Linked DNA regions of Zea mays: region 2 is linked to region 1. Evidence: chromatin contacts called from public Hi-C data. All regions are on one chromosome and are shown on one strand. Each heading gives the region's core, a stretch centred on a gene start, on an enhancer-like site or on the middle of the called end of the contact. The rest is flanking DNA. Distances are from core to core; before and after follow the strand shown.

The links. A called contact is a pair of places that touch in the nucleus more often than the background predicts.
Region 2: a contact with region 1 is called in a Hi-C map of leaf, with 6 times the contacts expected there. The contact joins two enhancer-like sites. A contact is called at or near these places in 2 of 25 Hi-C or Micro-C datasets (ear and leaf).

Annotation. Positions count from the first base shown.
Region 1 is chr2:145,483,464-145,486,807 of Zm-B73-REFERENCE-NAM-5.0, reverse strand. No RefSeq gene overlaps it. Among protein-coding and RNA genes, the nearest start is that of LOC103647057, 51 kb to the left of the region's middle. Within about 2 kb of position 2,042, at least 15 of the 20 cell types and tissues checked have an H3K27ac peak or open chromatin away from gene starts, as enhancers often do. A contact at or near this core is called in ear and leaf, where this site is marked.
Region 2 is chr2:145,646,635-145,650,104 of Zm-B73-REFERENCE-NAM-5.0, reverse strand. No RefSeq gene overlaps it. Among protein-coding and RNA genes, the nearest start is that of LOC103647058, 63 kb to the left of the region's middle. Within about 2 kb of position 2,089, at least 9 of the 20 cell types and tissues checked have an H3K27ac peak or open chromatin away from gene starts, as enhancers often do. A contact at or near this core is called in ear and leaf, where this site is marked.

The sequences.
Region 1 (3,344 bases), core at 793-3,292:
ACTGCTCGACGCGTTCGTCTACATCGAGACGTCTTCCGCTGCTCTGCGCGTCTAGTGGTAATTCCGTGACCTATAACCGCAGTAGTTCTTGGTATTATGGGGATGAAAATTTTGTTTTGCGCTAGCGTAGCCTCCCCGTAATCCTACACCCCCTACCTGGCGCGCCAGCTGTCGGTGTTTTGGGTCCGACCGCACACCCGGGGTTGCCCCTCAAGGTGTTTCTAGGAGTAGGACGGTGTCGACGACTGTAGCAAAATGGTTCGTGCCGATCGCACGAGGGACAGTGGACAAGATTTACAGGTTCGGGCCGCTTAGAGGTGCGTAACACCCTACGTCCTGGTGAGTATGCTTGGTGAGCGGGGTTACAAGAGGGCTCTCTGGATTGAAGACACAGAGAGTTGATGTGGGTGGCTAAGTAAGATAGGGTCGATCGTTCTGAAGGGGTGCCCTCTAGGCCTTATATACTCGACCGTGGGGCAGTACACGTGGATATGATAACAACAAGTAGCTAAAAGGTAGTGAACCTCTTGAGTTTATCCCTACGTAAACCTTGCCGACTTATCCTCGCATGGCTCCGTTGCATGGGAGCTTCAGCACGGGAAAGTCGGGTCTCTGTTGCGATTTACTCGTTTGACGTTGTGGGCCGTCCGGGTTTGCACCAATCCGGTCTCACGTCGCTCTGCTTTGTTGGTTGTCTCTCCCCAGGCCCACGAAAGAATGACCTTACGATTTATTGGGCCCTTGGGCCTTTCGTGAGGTCTTTTACTCCTTTAGTGGACCCGGGGGATATCTATCCCCCACACTAACCACATCGACCTTTTCTGAGTTCCTATTTTACTGTTAATCCTTAGTTTAGATTATCTTTTTGGCTTAGGGTTGGCATTACCATTGATAGAACTTAGGTTTGGAGAATCGGTAAACTGGCTCCAAAACCAATGATAAATTTTTTTGTCTCTAGGAACTAGTTGATGTCCACTGAACCTATGGGATGCCACTTAAGGAGGTCCATTTATGGATTAAAACAAGCCTCTGGACAGTGGTATAACAAGTTTGATCAGACCATCAGAAAGTTTGGTTTAGAGGGAAAACAAGGAAGACAATTGCATTTATGCAAAGTTTAAGAAAGGAAAGTATATCTTCCTTGCTATATATGTCGATGATATACTCTTAGCTAGTAGTGATAAGGATCTACTGGCGAAAACAAAAAAGGTTTCTTTTCTCGAAATTTGATATGAAATACATGGGAGAAGCCTCTTATGTTCTAGGAATAGAAATTCACAGAGATAAACATAAGGGAGTATTAGAACTCTCACAAAAGTCATACATAGAAAATATATTGAAAATGTACAATATGCATCAGTGTAAGGCCTCGCCTGCTCCAATAGTCAAAGGGTGATAAGTTCAGGGATTATTATCAGTGCCCCCAAGAATCAGTATAAGAAAAAACAATATGAAATTAGTACCACATGCTTCAGCTATCAGAAGCATTATGTATGCTCAAGTATGTACTCGCCCTGACTTAGAATTTATCACCGGGATGCTTGTAAGATATCAGAAAAATCCAAGCATAGATCACTAGAAAGTAGTCAAGAAGGCTCTAAGGTACCTGCAAGGTACTAAAGGCCTCATGCTTACGTACATAAAATCTAGTTACTTGCAAATAGTTGGCTATGCAGGTACTGACTCGGAAGGTTGTATAGATACAATAAAGTCCACTTTAGGGTATATATTTACTCTTTGGGGGAGCTATTTCTTGGAAGAGTTGCAAACAGACATTGAGGTCTGTTCCCGTTATTAGTCGGTTATCGAGTTAATCCCGCAAGAAATCCGAAACCATAACTGATTTTGTGCATGCGCGTATAGTCTGCACGGTCTTTTTTTTTGTTATTACTCAACAACTACTAACCGTGGGTAGAGCACGAGTAGCACTAGTAAGTTCGTAGTAACTACAAGGTAAGACCCTACTGAACACAGTAGCTCAATCGGCAAACTGTACATGCATGTTGGATGTTGCGTCACGGCAGGCAGCGAATGAGTACGCTGCGCGCGCAGGGGGCCGGGGGCGTACCGCGTACGTGCACGGCGGCGCCAGAGTATCCACTGTTGAGTATTCATACGGTATCCTTCTTGTTTATATTGACCAGTCTACTCAGGTGAAAGTCATTGGTATACCATATATATATATATATATATATATATATATATATATATATATATATATATATATATATATATATATATATATATATATATATCACTTTTCTTGTATTGACCAGTCGTCGTCGTAGGGTGTCAGGTCGTGGGCCCTCTCCTGGCTGCTGCTGTCATTCATCATCGGATTCAGGATTCAGAGCTCTGGCAGCGGCTCCATTCATCGTCGGCGGCAGTCGCCACTTGCAAGCACAGGCAGCGGGAGGACGCCGGCAACAGCACAGGCACAGGCACAGGCACAGCAGCAGGCCCACTCCATCGCTGCCACCAACTGGGCCACGTTGGCTCCGGCCCAGGCCCATCCGCGGATCCTGGCTCCCGCACGTGGTGAGGTTAGAATCAACTAGGACGGCACCCCTGCTGTGTGTCCAGAGCCAGACAAAAGCTTGGCCGCGGGCAATGATAAGCATGGCGCGCGAGATCTGGTCTCAGCTTGAAATCATGAGGGTCTCCTAATCAGAAGCCCATGCATGCATGCATCGACCAACCAACATGATCGACTTATCACTTATCAGGTGCAGTGAGCCAGCATGCGAGCGTTGCACACCTAATTAAAACAAACAAGGGCATAGTGTTCTCTAGCTACCTGCAAAAAAAAAAAAAAAAAAAAAAAAACTTAGGGCATGAGATCAACTTACTACTCTTAACTCTAGCTGTGTGGTAGGTACTGACGGAGCGATATTGTGCGCTACTACTCTAGAACAGTGATGGGTGAGGAGAAGCCACAATGTCAATACAACACAAATTTAGGACTTAACATGTGTCTTACCATATTCATTGTACCAATCAGAGCAGTAACCAATCAGCTATAGTCTTCTATCTCAAATATAGAGCTAAGATACTATGTCTTCGTTAAGATACTTGAGTTTTTTTACACACTCGAAAACACAGTTCTGTATCTGCCTTGCCGCGGGCGATTCTTGCACGTACGCACCGCAGCGCGGAAACCGGCGAACATTCTCCGCGAGAGTTGGATGTGTCCAAATGAACCCCGCCGAGATCTCCATTCTCCGGTCCAGGCGGCATTGCACAGGGCTCCCATGCGCTGGGCAGGGCTGGCAGCCTGGCACTCAAGCCGACATCATCATCAGCCTTTCCCAACGTACTCTCTACATATATATGCGGCCCGTGAA
Region 2 (3,470 bases), core at 840-3,339, 160 kb before region 1:
ACCGTTCGACCCAGAGCGTGAACCGTCTGGACATACTACGGGAAGACGTCGCTCCTGCGCCCAGGTTGCAGACCGTCCGGCCCAGAGACGAGGAGTGTCCACGCCGCCGCAGAAGGCACTGTCGGGCGGTACACCAGTAGTGATCGGCGCCTACATCGGCGCCAACGCACTCAAAAATACAGTTATGGTACTTATTGACACTCTGAAAATGCACTCTGAATATTGAACTTGATGTCATGAATTTCCAAGTTAAAATGCAATACACAGCTAGATGCAGATACTTGGAGGATCCAGATGATACAGAAGGCAGCGAGCGACACCCTGAATCAGTACGTGCAACCACACAAACAGAAGGCAGCTTGATGCAGAGTTCTAGCCTTTGTGGGGGCAACCACACTAACAGAAGGCGGCGAGTGACACCCCGACGATGGCGGCGAGCTGCGCTTGGCCGGTTGCGGTGAGCATCGCCGGCCGGTGACGGCGAGCAGTGCGACAGGACGGTGACGACGAGGTTGTCTGGTGGCCGAGGTCCATGCAGTTCGATGCAAGGAAAAGAAATATCATTCTATCCGATCATTTCATGGGGCATGGGGGCTAGCTCCAAAAATTTCAGCGCCAGTGGGATGAGTGTTTTTTAAATAAATTGACGGATGTCATTGGACGGACGATAGATGACACAGATTTAAAATATGTACTAGTATAGTGACAGTGGGTTATAACGACATAAATATTATTTAATAAAATGTTGGAGCATAATTATTACATATAAATTATATTCATATAGGATATATGACCAAGTGCTATTTTTTATCTATTTTTATCATAAGTGCTGCTATAATTCATATTTTTTTATATTAGGCAGAGGGGCGACTAGAGATTGAGTGGGGCCATGGCGCGCGAGGAGGTAGAGAGGCTAGCGGCGGCTACTAGGATGGGCGTTCGGGTCATCCGAAAATTTTGGGTCGGTTAATTCGGGTTTTTAAAATTTCGGGTTTTGAGAATCGATACCCGAAATTACAACGGGTTTTGCAATACCCTAAAATTCGGGTACCCAAAATTTCGGGTTCGGATATTCCTGAACTACCCGAACTATTGTGTCGGCTTCATAACAACACATACATTCTATTAAATTAGTATAAAAATATAGTTTGAATAATGATATACATGTACATATAAAACACAAGCAATCTACAATCACAAATTATGCACACTTACACATAATTATAAATGTACAAATTAATAATTAAGCATGACATAAGTACATGACACATGAAAGTTCGGGTAATTCGAGTACCCGATTGTGATACCTGAATTACCCGAAATAAATTCGGGTTTTACAAGTTGCTACCCGAAATTCCCGAACAAAATTCGGGTTTCGGGTTCGGGTTCGGGTTCGGGTATTCCGGGTTTGAGTTTCGGGTTACGGATTTTTTAGCCCAGCCCTAGCGGCTAGGACGCTAAGAGCGAGCGAGGAAAGGTGACGACGGGGGAGAGGAGGGCGGTGGCTGTGTGGCCTAAGGCGCGTGCGTTGCTTTAAGTCGATGTAACACCAAAAATCCTATTTTATAATTTAAAAAGTTTTTCCAAAAGAGCTGAACCAAAATATATTTTAATCAGAATTTTCTTACTTTTAAAGATACTTCTCCCAAAAAATATGTTTTCTAATAAGGATTAAATAAAAGGATTATTTTTATATAAGAATTTAGTTATCCCTTATTGAAATATCTTTATAGGTGTTGTCTAAAGTAATAAAAGGTATTCTCTAAAGTATTTTTTATACACTAAGAAATTAATTCTTAAAATAACTATTTCTCTGAGTATGAGTTGCATATTTAAAATCTTTTGTTCAAATAAGTTAACAAATAAATTGATAAAATTATATACCTTGCATTCATGCCGGATTTTGTGTGTTGCATTTGTGCTTTAATTAAAGAGTCCAAGATAGAATTGAATTTGAATGAATAGAAATAGAAAATAAAATAAAAAGGAAAGAGAACTTACCTCATTGGGCCAAAACCACCCCTAGCCAGCCCAACTCTTCCCCTTTTCCCTCCCTCGCCGCCAGCCAAAGCCAGACTTCAATGCTGAAGTGTGAGACCTGCTTCCCGGTGTCGGCTGAGGTGCTGACGCATGCCATATACACGTTCGTCCGTGGCCACTGGTGTGTGGGTCTCGTGTGTCAGGATAATTGTCTTCCCCGCCGAGTCCGCCGGGAGCTCCAACAAAATAATGTCGTGTTCGCGCTCCCTATGCCAAGATCATGTCCCCCATTGTCCCTATATAACGCAACTTCGAGGGTGTTGGGAACTTATTCTCAAATGCTAAGAGTTAAGAACAAGGCAACACAGAAAATGTTAAACGTTAAAGTCCTTCGTCCTTCGAAGCATTATTTCACTTGAGATATAATGATTTTCGGACGAAGGTTATGAAGGACATACCTTCATAAACATTACATATCATAATGAAGAAGGAATTACATGGAATATAAAAGATAACATAAACAGTTATGTGTTATTATCAACTCATTTCTATTTTATTGCTATAGAAAAATAGGAATGACATCGGGTTACAAATGTACCTCTGACTTGAGAGAAGGTAAAAGTACAAGCGTGACGCAAAAGCAAATGCCAAGTCAGCGTGAACAGTACAGGGTTACTGTTCATCTATTTATAGGTACGGGACGTAATCCATGTAAAATTACACCTATGCCCTTTACATCTGCTAATAACTCTATAATAATTCATCAAGGTCTAAATAGCCTTTTCATCTTTAAGTCGGTTTCCCTTTCCATTATCATGCCGAAGCTCTTCTACACACAGCTTCGGCTCCGCGCCATCCTTCGTACCCCTTCTGTGCTTCTTCACGTTGTGGTTTTAACTCATGTCCGAAGATACCTGTTCACACATTATACTTCAGAAACATTGTTAAATCATGTTTTTGAGGACCTTCGGAAGCCGAAGGCCCCCAACAGTAGCCCCTCGCAATATTAATTTGTTAGGATAATAAATTCAGATTGCGATATGGACGAAGGCCCTAAGCTGAAGGTCCGAAAAAACACCTTTCTCTTGCTAGAATAGCAACAGTCAATGACAAGCGAGACCCTCCTGTTCTCAATGCACTAGACGTATAAATAAGAGCACACCGCGATGTCATTTGGTACGCTTTCTTTGCCATCTGCTCTTGCTTACTCAGTTTTTAGCTCTTGCGCAACAAGACTTGCTTAATTTGTAAGTTTTTTAAGCTTCGACTTTAAAAGCGGTTTTTAGCATTTCTGAAGATGTCCGAAGTTGTTGCTGAAACAAAGCTGAGCCTTCTTGAGGAGAAGAATCTTGGCTTTCTTGAATCAATATCAAAGACAAATACAGAAAAGATTACAAGGGAAATCTTGGAAGGTTTATCTGAAGATACTGGTGATAGTGACAGTTATGATGCGGAAAGTGGGGGGGAAGACTTAGAAGATCGACCCTAGC